Linked DNA regions of Mus musculus: region 2 is linked to region 1. Evidence: chromatin contacts called from public Hi-C data. All regions are on one chromosome and are shown on one strand. The core of a region is the stretch at or near the end of the contact, and the rest is flanking DNA. Distances in the headings are between cores, read along the strand shown.

The links. Hi-C and Micro-C count contacts between places; a contact is called where the count stands out from the background.
Region 2: a Hi-C map of bone marrow-derived macrophages shows a contact between it and region 1, with 13 read pairs. The contact joins two enhancer-like sites. A contact is called at or near these places in 1 of 484 Hi-C or Micro-C datasets (bone marrow-derived macrophages) and 1 of 115 datasets of contacts at active chromatin or transcription factors (astrocytes).

What each region holds. Positions count from the first base shown.
Region 1 is chr16:24,145,776-24,152,312 of GRCm38.p6, reverse strand. No RefSeq gene overlaps it. Among named protein-coding and RNA genes, the nearest start is that of Gm32126, 11 kb to the left of the region's middle. Within about 2 kb of position 2,767, at least 18 of the 459 cell types and tissues checked have an H3K27ac peak or open chromatin away from gene starts, as enhancers often do. A contact at or near this core is called in bone marrow-derived macrophages, where this site is marked.
Region 2 is chr16:25,008,738-25,015,274 of GRCm38.p6, reverse strand. No RefSeq gene overlaps it. Among named protein-coding and RNA genes, the nearest start is that of A230028O05Rik, 48 kb to the left of the region's middle. Within about 2 kb of position 3,569, at least 82 of the 459 cell types and tissues checked have an H3K27ac peak or open chromatin away from gene starts, as enhancers often do. A contact at or near this core is called in bone marrow-derived macrophages, where this site is marked.

The DNA.
Region 1 (6,537 bases), core at 1,518-4,017:
CACTGAGGTGTAGATTTCTCACTGTTACTGCGCAGGCCCATCTTTCCACTCTCAGTAGCTCTGGGTCCTGTCATCTCTAAAGTGTGGAGGGTAAGGCTTGTATGACTGATCTCAGAAGTTCTGGTAAGCATCAGGAGAGAGAAAGGATGTGAAAGTTGTTTGTACTTGCTATGTAAGTGCAGGAATCCTTCTTCCTGCTAACAGGTTGATGCTGCAGGCAGAGCTCAGAGGATGTGTCTGTTTTCAGTGGCCTCTCTCCTCCTGAGGGTACTTTGCATGAATCTGTCCGCAGCGTTCATCTTTTAACCGCTGTCACGAGCTAACAAGGTGTCAGTCACTCTCACCGAGCCACTTATCGTATGGCATGGGATAACCGAACCTACAGCCACACTCACAAAGAGCTGAGGTGACCACTGAGGGAAGAGGGAAGTTCTGAGCTTAGCCATGCTCTCAAGAGATATTTAGATATTTGACTCATTATTATATATATATATCCAACACACCTTCCACAGTCTGTGCTGTTTACACTGAAAGCGAAAAAGTTGAAAGGGAAGAATCCTGCAATAACACAGCAAAAGAAACGGGGGCGTGAGGGGAGACAAGGACAGGGCTGATGAAGCCTCGGCATCTTATCTCTGGACTATAATTGACGATCTGAATGTTAGTATGAGATCTAAAGTGAAATGAATCGGTGGTTTCAGTTCCGGATATGGTATGCAAAGAAAAAAAAAAAAAAAAAACCTTGCTCTTTGAAATTCAGCACTTCCTTGTCTGTGCTTCAGGAAGCCACACGCCTGGTGTTGAGTGTGGAAACTGACTCATATCTGGCCCTTTGAGATTAGCCTCTCCAGCCCCCCCCCCCCCAGACTGTGGGCAGGATCTGGGGCCTAATGGGAAACCAGAATGGGGTCTGGCCTAATCTGGATCAGACACAACATCATTGGTACACATGCCTTTCAAGGTCCTTCCACATGGTTCTAGAGGCAGTGGCTCTTCTGGGCCATCCCCAGAGCATTGACGGTGCACTTGGCAGTGGGTAAGTGACCTGAGATGGAAGGAAACAGAATCACAAATGCAGTGCCTCCCAGCACTGTACTGTCATGTTAAAGGAAACCAGAGAACTGAGCCACTTGGTGGAAGTGCCTGGCCCTGAGATCTTATCATGTGCCTTCCCACCAAAAAGCCTCAACAATTAACAGCCATTTTCCCCTTTGACTGTCCCAACAAGCTTCTGTATGATAGTTAGGGGTTAGGGACAGGGAGAAGTAATTTGCACTTATTTAGAGTTTATTGAGAAGGAAGAAGCTTATCAGAGACTATAGCATGAAACCCTGGGCAGGTGGCAGGGAGCTCGGGTCTCCTGCACTCAGCCATAAGTGGTTTCCAGGCATTTTACAGACCGTCTCAAGACGGGAAAGGCCCACTAAAACAGCATATCTGTTTGGTTCTAGTTTTCATGTTCAAAAATATCTTGCCCAGGAGGAGGGTGAAGGTGCTGGCTTAAAAGAGAAGTCAATGGGAGACAGAGTGCAGAGAGAAAGAACCAACAGAACCCAGCTCAGCAGTAGAAGGTCCAAGGTCCTTTTTGACCTTTGGCTAGACACTTAATCTCTCTGACCTTCCCTGACCCCATCAGTACAGTGCAATTGCTACTTACAAAATGAGATCATGCATGGGGAAGTATTTGTTTTATGGATGGAAAGCGCCATGCAAAGATTCATCATTAGTCTTTTGAATATTAATGGTTAACCTGTGTTGCAAATGAAGGTATAGCCACCACCCCAGAATGAGGACTGATCTTCCCACCTTTCTTTCCTAAGACAGATCAGTCTGCACTTTTTTTTTTTTTTTTTTTTTACCTACATGCTCCTTACTTCCAAAATGGGTATCCTGATCAGAAAAGCAGAGTGAGAAGATTAAGACCTTGTCCCGGAAGATGAGAAGAGTTAGAAGAAGAAAATCCACAATAAGAATAATTTTAATGAGGCACGTAGCATGTGTTTGAGATCCTTGGCAGCTCAAACAAAAGAAATGGGGGACGGATCGCATTATGCAGCTGCCTTTATCCACTAAAGAAAGAGCAGTTATGAATCAGGGTCAGCCAACTCCTTCCTAGTCATAAGCATGCCAAGAAACATGCATTCTTGGTGAAGGGCTATCAAAGTTAAGTGATAGAATCTTTAAAAGGAGACACATGGAGGGGGATGCTCCAATCTGAGCAGTAGGTGACATCCCCCCCCCCACCGCCGTGAATTTGTGTGTACCTTTCTAGAACGACACACACAAGCAACACAAGCAACACAGTGGTTGCTAGAAGGAGCAGGCTTAAAAACAGCAACAACAATTAAAAAAAACAAAACAAAACAAAACAGTGAAAATCAGCTTGCTCTCTGTTCCCAGGCTAGGGAGCTGCTGGCCAAGGTGTTTATAGAGCTTTTGTGGGGAGGGGGACAGTGAAATAGGCAAAGCAGTGTATGTAGTGCCTTGCACAAGGTCACTTGATGTCTCTGAAACTGATTGTGTATTCTGAGCTCCTTAATAGGATTTTGTAGGTCACAGTGTTCTAGGCACGGCTCCCTGTTGATGTACATCTCTCATGTAAGATTTAGATCACCTCTTTTCGGGCAGAGCTCCATGGAAACACCGCCCATGATTTCTGAAATGGAGCCTGACTGGGTCCCCATAATGCCAGGCTGCCGTGGTCAGCAATCTCTGCTGCTGACACACACTGGACACTTGGCAAGCCAGAGACTACTAGTATCTAGTCACTGTAGCTTATTGTTACTCTCATGTTAAAGCAAGTTCCTGTTTCTATAAAGTAGCCAGGCAATGGAGTATTCTAGGCAAATGGAAAATTCTGGTTCATCTGGTTACCATCCATATCATTTGAGATTCTTGGTTTCCAAAGACATAATTACAACACACTTTGCTGAACGCTAAAATGATAGTGTGACTTAAGCTTTCTTTGGTGATTCACAAGGCGCTTCGGGGTCTGTCAGCACCCGATAGCATAATTACCTTCTTAGCTCCTCATTTTCTAGGACCCAGAGTGGAAATGTAGAAAGCGTGGAAACCTGGGAGGTAACTATAGGACACCCCAACCAGACCGTTGACATTGCTGGCCCTGGAGGCGTGTGTTATCTTTTAGTTTGTTGACAAACAAAATTGCAGCATCAGACATTCTATATATTGCTGGGTGTATTGTTGGTTTTTGCATTACTAATACTCTTCTTCTCAAGAGTAACGAGGAATCAGGCCACAGTGACTCATACCTGTAATTGCAGCTCTTAATAGGCTGAGGCAGGAGGATTTTCAAGAGTGAAAGGGAAGTTTGGAATACATAATGTGTTCCAGGCTGGAACTCTCTGGTGATCTGGACCTGGTTTCTCTTTCTGAGTTTCAGAATGAAGGGTCTCTGGTCTCCAATACTTATTCCTCCTGCCTTTGATCCTGGGCCTGGAAACCTGCTGCTTGCAGGAGACACCAGTGGCTGGGATCACAGTCTAGACTGAAGGCAAGACTCTGTAAGATTCCAGGGTCTGTCAGACCCTGCTGCCCTGCTGGAGCAGTACATCGGGTGTCCTGGCTTCTAGATTGTACCTTTACTGTTCCAGGTGACTTCTCAGAGAAATCTGAATGTGGGTCTGTGTGTGAACATTTTCCTATTTTCTACAAAGAGACTTCATCACAGAGGCTCCGTAGAGGAAGTCATTGCGGTTCCGTGTCCAGTCCTCCGTGAGGGTGGAGCTACTGCCAAACGTCTTCTGCTAGTGGTCCTCTAGGTAAGAATGAGATGCAAGTCCACAAGCTCTCCAGTAGTCTCCAATTCCTGCAGTGCATTCTAAACTGTGGATGTTGGCATTTGGGGATAGCAACAGGGTTTCACTATATATATATATATATATATATATATATATATATATATATATATATATATATATATATATATATATATATATATATAAAGCAGGTCAGGTCCCTAGAGGTGGTCACTCCTTCTTTCTCACATCTTTCAACATCTTGGGGGACGGACGGACAAAAAAACCAACCTCTTTTCTTCTCTTACCCACACTTTGATCTCCAGTGCCCTGTGCTTGAACCCTGTGTTTGAGCAGTTTTCCTGACTGACATGGTGGATCTGTCTGTTGACCAGACTTCCTCCCTTATAAAGTGGTCTGTCCTTCCTTTAGCCTTCAGTGCCTCATCCACATGGCTTTCTCTCTGCACTGCATATTACTTACTGACAGCATATTGGCATGTCACTGATTGTCTCCCGTGTGTAGACTCCCTGAAGACAGGAGGCATTGTATTGTTCCTTATGTTCTCCATATCACTTAAGATAGGGTTGAGCACATGGCTGCATCTAGATCGGCCTCTGGCTTGACATGAACCTCAAATGAACTTCTTCTCTAGCTAGGCAGAGAGGGAATGGCTTGCCTTCAACTTTTCTCCTCAACTGAAAGTAGAGTTAAGGATTATTTCTGTCTTGATATCTGACCTAAGTCTGTACAAGTCTCTCCTAAACTCTACACCCACAGGGACCAAGAAAGATCAAAGATGGCCACTGGACCCATGTATGGTAGTAGTGCATATATATCACACTGAGACTTCTCATGGTCCTGGAAATTTACAGGAATGTATAGTCATGTTGTTCCTGAGCCAACTCAGAACCTGTTTTGCTGGAGGTTTCTTCCCTTGGCAAGTATGTTGATGTATTATGAACGTTGCCAACTAGGATGGGCGGGCACTCTGACTGTGCCCAAGATTTTTTTTTTTTAATCCTAGTATAGCTGTCTTTCATGTCAGGAGACTGCACACTTTTTGATCTCTATTCGTGAACCTGGAAGCTCTCTGAGTTATCTCAAGCAACCAGGCTAAGTAAAATCTCTGATTCCAATGTCAATAATCCTTTGTGATTCATTGACTCTTAGACTCAAAGCCATCAGGTCTGGAAATAAGCTTAAAAACCATTTCCTCCCTTTCTTCTCTTCAAAGATCAGGTATCAGATCATAGCTAGCTTACTTTTAAAATGGAGGATCAGCTATCTTCCATTCATGCAATAGTAATCTATCTATCTGTCCATTTTCCATCTAATGATCTACCTACTTGAGTGTTCATTAAATACCCACTAATACTAGGCACACAGTTCATGCTTAGGCATACAGCTCATGCTAGTTCTAGCTATAAAAGCATGAATAAGGTATGATGCCTGCTCCCAACAGTTTATTATACATACATAGACACACAAATACGTCTGATTCAATATGATGTGTACATTATGACATGTATGAACCAAGCATGTTAGGACCATACAGAAGGTTATAACTAATCTGATCTGCCTTAAGATGGTTGAGGAAAAAAACTTTAAAAAGTAACACACAAGAAAAACAAAAAGCCCCGGAGAAAGGAAGAGAAAGAAAAGCAAGGAGTAACGACCACAGAGGTAAATATCCCATCCGAATGCCCAGCCTTAGATAAGTGCAGTATTCCATGAGAGCAGTGGGCAGGAGATGGGCATTCTGAGGAAGGCTGAGACTCAGGTGGAGAACTGGTCCTGTTGACTGGGAAGCCGATTTGGGAGGCTAGTGTGGAGCCCTTCACATCTGTCCTGAGTATTTGGGTTTTAGCCAGGCATCAACAAGGAGCTTTGAAAGTTTGCAGAGGGGCCAATGTCATCTGTTTCGTCAGTATCACAACAACCAATGGTTCTTCTTAGGGCTTCTCACCTCATTCCCTACCCTAAACATCTCTAGCCCATGACCCTCCTTCCCCAGCTTCTTATTTCATATAACCTTGACATTTTAACCTCTCTCTCTCTCTCTCTCTCTCTCTCTCTCTCTCTCTCTCTCTCTCTCTCCTCTATATATTTTGTCCTCTCTCTCTTGGCCTCCTTTTGTCCTCTCTCTCTTGGCCTCCTTTGCCTGCCCTCTCTCTTCATTCCCCTCCCTCTTTCCTCTCATCACCCAATCTAGTCTACCAGCCATGTTCAATCAGCTACTTTCCCTGATCTGGACTCTTCTCGATGCCTCTGGATTTTCTCTCCCTCAGGTCTACAATAAACGACAACCCCATCAACCATACCTTGGAGTGGTCTTGCTTGCCCTTAGTTTGTACAACACTCCACTGAAATTTGTGAAGATCTCTTGGGCCACAGTAAGAAAAGATGGATGGTGTTGCTAAGCAGAGGGATTAAGATTGTTATGCTAAACCACCAGAAGAAGCATTCAACACATGCCACCAGAAGAAGCATTCAACACATGCACCAGGTTGTGTCTCCCTTTTGCTTATAGTTCTTCATACAATTCCCTGCCCCATCTTGCGGTGTCTTCCTCATTGGTCGCTGTTGACTTTCTTACTTTGCTTGTAAACCAGTACTTGTTACTACATTAAAGAATTAATTTCTTTGCAACGTCTTCCACCATAAGAAGAGAGAAGGTGCTAGAGCAGAAGGCTTCTATGTCCTATGCTCCTCAGGGACGCCAGGCTTAACAAGTGAGCACATGTTCCCAAGAGATTGGTAGATAGACCTTGACCTT
Region 2 (6,537 bases), core at 2,320-4,819, 860 kb before region 1:
GTTCCAGCTTTCACATCTGAGCAGTGAGGTTGCCGTGTACCATGATGGCTACATGCCCTGGTTTTGACACAGGTAATGACATCAACAGGAAAAAGGGTACAGGGTTCACAGGCAGAAAAATATGGGCTTTGGTTCTTCTCCATACCCTGTGAATCTAAATGAGCCTTATTTCCTGTAGAAATAGGAAGAGTAGACATCATGCTGGTGAACTAAAGGAGAAGAGAGCTGTTATCTCTGTTGATTATATGATAAAATATAAAATTACTAGTAAAGATGTCTTGCCAGTATTTGAGTAAGATGTATCAGAAGACTTCAGAGAACCATTCTACTCTATGATTCTCTCTTTGACATTTTTGTCTTTAGAAAATAAAGGATATATGCTAATAATTTGTTCCAACTGTGAAATCAATATAACATTGTTTATAAAAGCAACTTGAAAAAGTATAATTTTCTTATCTGCTGACTACATAGTCCTCAGATTGCTTATCCTGATAAAGTCACTGTGGCTTCTCATGCAAGATTCCTTATGACCTCAAACTCAGGATCTTTTGTGACTCTTAGGTAAAAGGAAACAATATGAGAATCTTCTTGCTTATCCTTATGAGTTGTACTCAGCTCCCTTCCACAATGTAAGAGAACTAGAAGTTCTTTTTATGGGTCTAGAGAGATGGATCAGAGATTAAGAGCACTGACTGCTCTTTTAGAGGACCAGGATTTGATTCCCAGCACTCATGTGGTGGCTCAAAACTGTCTGTGACTATAGTTCCAAGGGATTAGAAACCCTCTTGTGGGCTCTGTAGACACCATCCATGCACACAGTGCATGAACATTTATTCAGGCAAAACATCCATAAGCATAAAATAAAATTAACCCTAAAAATATGTGTCTGTGTTTCAATGCCATTTTCATCCATGATGTCTAAACTCGGTGGTCACTTTGACTACATCTGGAATCAACTAAAACCCAAGCAGATGAGCACACCTGTGAGTTTTCTTGATTGGATCATTTGAGTTAGGAAGACCTGACCTAAATCTGGAACATTTTATAAGGTCAGGAGACCCATACTAAATGTGGGTTATATTTTCTGGAAGCAGCCTCCTTAAAAGAACGTGGGACAAGAAAGCTTTTGATTACTTGCCTGCTAAGACATTCCGTTGTTGGTATTGGAATGTGCTTCTTTAGGACTCCAAAGTAGACTGAAGACCAGCTGAGATATCCAGCCTCATGCACTGAACATTGGATGGGCTCTTGGCCTTTCTGTTGGGAGACAGTCATTGTTAGACTAGCCAGACTACAGCCATCTCTATATATGTATGCATATGTGTGTATGTGTGTGTGTGTGTGTGTGTGTGTGTGTGTGTGTGTGTATTGTGTGTATGGATATATGTGTGTCAGAGTGAGCATGTGGAAGAGAGAGCATGTGGAAGAGCGAAAACAATGTATGGGAGCCAGTTCTTTTCTTCCTCCATGTGGACTCTGGGATCTAAACTCAGGTTATATACATTCATTCATTCTATCATTTCTCTTCCTCTAGAGATCCTTGACTACTATACTGTCTTTGCAAATAATGTCCATCAAGTAGACGTTAAGTAAACTGTGGCACCATTTTACACAGGAGCAAAATAGAGCCATGAAGATGGTGTTGTAGAGCAGATGCAGTTGAGAAATTGTTTAGGGAAAATTAAAAAAAAAACAACAAAACAAACTAAGATGCTGCAACTGCACTCTAAATTATATGTTCACTTGTATGCCAGTCGGGGTGAGAGCCAAAACATGGTATCACTGTTTATGTCTAGACTTTAGTGGTCAATGTGAGTGATTTTTCCTGATGGATTTTGTGTCTGGTGACACAGTTTTGGTTGCAGAAAATGAGAATGAATCTATTCATGCTACTCAGGGAGCAGAGGCCAGGCGTTCTGCTAAATGCCAATGTAAGACTATGATTTAGCCCAAAATATCAACCCTGGCCCGTTGAAGTTGTTACTCTAGGTGATGAGATCACAGAAAGCCACAACTTTCTTTTTGCTGGCTTGTGCTTTCTATTTTTCCATAATGAGCATACATATTTGTACAATCTGTTTTTTTTTTAAGTACATTGCAAATTTCTGAAAAGATTGTGGGAAAGTCTGCAGTTTTACTATGACATCACTCATGCAAACATGCTTCCGCACTGTCACTCAGGTTTTCTTGTCAATGCCATCCCTCTCTGAACCTATTTATTTAACCTGGAGTCCCAATTTAACATAGCAGATGATTCCCAGACCACACTCCTACTTGTGTTCTCAGATGAGGCCTAAGTCTTTGGACATATACAGCCTGCCAGCAACTCAGCGAGTTTTCTTCATAACTTGTCCCTTATGTGGTCCCCTGAGGCATCTTGCTGGAACTAAAAGGTAGCTCAAGGTCTGGCAGAGAACACAAGATCTCTGGGTATATCTACATTCCCCGGTATATGTCCTTAACAATTAGAGGTTGGCTCCTCTTCATTGTCTCAGGAAATCTTTCTAAGGGATGGGTGTCCATGGTCATCAAAGCATGTTTGCTTGGAAGTTCAATCAATTGAAGAAGTGGTTTATTCCACCCGCAGACTCATCGCTCCTCACGCACATTAGACTTAATTGGTAGCTGAAATCATGACGATTTAGCAGAGCCTCTGAATTTGATGGCTGTGGTTTCTGGGCCACCAGATATAGTTCAAAAGCAAAAAGCAATCATCTCTGCCATGAAATGAGTCCTTCCTTCCAATTCCCAGAGAGCTGAAAAGTCCTGTAGGGGCTGGATTTTTCTTTGACCCTCAAACTAACGGAAACTCATATGTTATAGATATGACTCACTGAGAGAAAAAGGAATTCCAGACTTGCAAAGGGCTAAGGAGCTTCGGTTAATTTTACTGTGTGTGTGTGTGTGTGTTTCCTCTAGAATGTTCTTTTTCCCAAGAAAATGAGAAGGGCTGAAAGTCTTGCAGAGAGATTTTTTCCCCTTTGCCAAAGGATTACAAGCTTTCTATGCAAGTAGCAATGTACAGTTGAGCCTAACTGCCACCAGTGAGGGCAAAGGGGAGCTGAGGTAGCTTATTGTTTAGAGGAAAGCTTAACTGTAGAAACATATGGAGGCAATGATATATAGAAGTAGTTGATGTATGCATGTATGCATGCATGCATGCATGTATGTATGTATGCATGTATGTGTGTATGTATGTATGTATGTGTGTATGTATGTATCTATATTGTATGGATGCACATGTGCTACAAGGAACATGTAGAGATCATAGGACAGAGAGGACAACAGAGTGGGAGCTAGTTCTCTTCCTCCACCACGTGCACTCTGTGGTCTAAACTCAGGTTATCAATCTTAGAAACAAGGACTCTTACCTGCTGAGCCACCTTGATTCCCTCCGGTCACATATCTTTGGTTATGTATCCATAGTAACACTGGGGTGAGAGAATGAAACCACTCTGTCTCCCATGAGACCACTTTGAAAGAAAGGTGCCCTCCATTTCTAAGCCTGAAAGGCATCCCTGCTGCTGTGGTTTGGCTGACTTCATTTTCTTTCTGAGTAAAGTCATCACTAGTCATGTCTCCAGTGACTTAGTCCACACAGAGCATGGCTCTGAGCCTCTTTGGAGTGTGCAAACATCAGCCATCTCCCAGAGGACAGAACAAAGAACAATCTACAGGGAGGAGGTGGAAACTGTTAGCAGCCCCAAGGTAGGAGGACTTGTTTTTGAAGAAACAGCTGCTGAACAGAAGAGAGACTCCACATTCAACCACAGTTCCTTGGCTTGACGTCTTAGCAATCCTGAAAGCCTCAGAATAAAAACGGGAAAGTATAAGGGCCCTCTCCAGCTCACATAGGCAGTCTGGTCCTATTTGGGTTTCACTATTATTTATAGTTTTGGTGAATATCTCAGAACAATCACAGGGCTAAACTGAAGCATACTCTTGGGAGCTCGGAGTTCCAACTCCCACTTCTACTGTTTTTAGTCTCAAGTGGCTGTGACAAGAGGAAATCATTTTGTCCAGACAGTGAAGTAGAACAGCAGCCTGGAACTTTTCCATTGTGCTGAAGCAGGAAAAAAAAAAAAAAAAAAAAAAAAAAAACACGCCAGAGGAAGTAATATTAGTCAGTTTTTAGTCACACTAAGAACAATGGGGTAGTTTAGGTTGGCTTGACATCACTCGTTTGCATTCACTATGGCTCAGATGAAGCCACTCCAGTTGTGCAATTTCCTCCATGTTTGAATGAGTCAAGACCCCTTATGCCCTGTTACAATACAGAAAAGACCCCTTCTCCTCCCATTACCTTACAGAATATAAAACAGTTCTTCACGGGTCACAGGGAAAATATTTTTGCATACCAACCAACAAAGATCTGAAAGGGAAAAATAATGCAGTAGAATTTTGTCACCGTGGAGGTGACAAAGGACAAGAGTAAACCAGCCGATCATATTTTCTCCTGAGGAGCATAATTGATTTCTTCCTGCTCAGTGACCTCACAGGAGATAACACTCATCCCACAGAGACAGTCTTTCATTCATGTGTTTATTCATTCATGCATCTATGCAGTACATATTAGCTCAAGAACTTCATATGTCCTATATACGGGGCTGAATAAAACACAGTCTAGATGGAAATTTAGAAGTAGGAAATAACGTTTAGTTTTTTTCTACATATGAAAAAGCATATATCAGTGGTACGAAGATATGTAACAGGAAAAAATACTGTCATGGGCTTCATATATTTATTAATTTATTATTAAATTATACATACCATCAGCTGTTGTTTTTAACAAAATATCAATCCTTTGATTTTATCAATGAAGACTTGGAAGCCAGATGCTGGGGTGAAAGCCTGTTAGCTCAGAGAGGCAGAGAAAGGATCCAGCTGACCTTTCCTTCTACTTCCTGTGCATCTCTCTATCCATCTTCCTGACTTCCTCTTACTTGCTATATTTTTTTTCTTAATAATCCTATGTTCACTTCCTGTAAATTGGTCTCTTGCTCTGCTTCTTCATCTGTGGTTGAATTTATTTAATTCTATTTACAATATTCAAGCAGAAAACTCTTGGATTAAAGGTGTGTGCTAAAGCTGAGCCGCACCACAACTAAAAACAGGTTTTCCCAGTAAACAAGACAATCTCAGGGTTTATGGTGTGATCAAATACCCTGTAGCAACTGGCCACGAACATTTTCTTGAGAATCAAAAAAGCTAGAAAGAAAGCTGAAAGATTTCAGGCCATGTTCAGAAAGTTTTGTTATATTCTGTAGAAGAAAAGAGGGAGGGAGAAAGAGGCAGGCAGGCAGGCAGGCAGGCAGGCAGGCAGGCAGACAGACACACACACACACACACACACACACACACACACACACACACACACACACACACACAAGGGTGAGGTATAAAGAGTAGGAGAACAGTGGTGTCTACTTTGTGCCTTGGAAATTCTAGGCTGAAATTCTTAGAGAATTTGCCACATATGCCAAGGAGCATAGAAAAAGTCATGGAAATAGAGAATTTTGTGGTCCACATAGAAAGTTTTGTTTATTTTCTAATTGTTCTTATTCTAATTTACAAAAGAAGTTACATGTGGGAGAATGTGTGTGTGTGTGTGTGTGTGTGTGTGTGTGTGTGTGTGTGTGTGTGTATCTCGATATATAGATAGATATATCTCCTACCTAACTTCTGTGAATATTCTAAATGAAACGCACATATTTAAAGCTTAAACACTAACATCCCCGTATAAGAGGAAACATATAGTGTTTCTCTTTCTGGATCTAGGTTACTTCACTCAGGACCAGGAGGGAGAAGGAGGGAGAAGGAAGAGGGGACAGAGGAAGGAGAACTATAACACAGTGATATAATGAGGAAATCGAAACAAGAAGAATAAATGGAGTGGAACGAGAGGGCTAGGGAGAGCAGGGCGTTTGGGGAGAGATAACGAACACTAAAGGTCTTTTGAAAAGTTGTATGGAAGCTCACTATTACCAAAGCTTCCTAAAGTATATCCATACATGGAAGGAGTTTTAAATAGAGCTAGCATATTGGAGGGGAGACAATACCCCAACTAAATATCTTATGCTATAAAACAAACCAACAAACATACAAACAAACAAAATCAAACCCCCAAGCCAGAAATTTATTTCGTTTTTGAATCATTGGCCAAAGGAGTCCCATAGACGCCCTCCTAAAACATTATAGAATTAGTTATCTTCCACAAGCTGATGGAAAGATCACCATTTTTAATGTCACAGAACATGGAGAAATCAAGCTGGTACTCAATTGAAAAATTTCCCCCTACTGACTAGCATTCATTCTGCTGGAAGATACAATCTACAAGAGGTCAAAAGTCATTACCATTCTTGCCTAGTTTATAAACTCTGTGACAACAGTGACCTGCACTGTTGCTACAGTGCCACAAATGTTAAGGAGATAGCGATCATAGTTACTTTTTTATTGCTGTGAAGTTTTAGTTACTTTATTTCTATGACAACATACCAGCAACGGGTAAACTTATAAAACAATGTGTTTGCTTGGGAT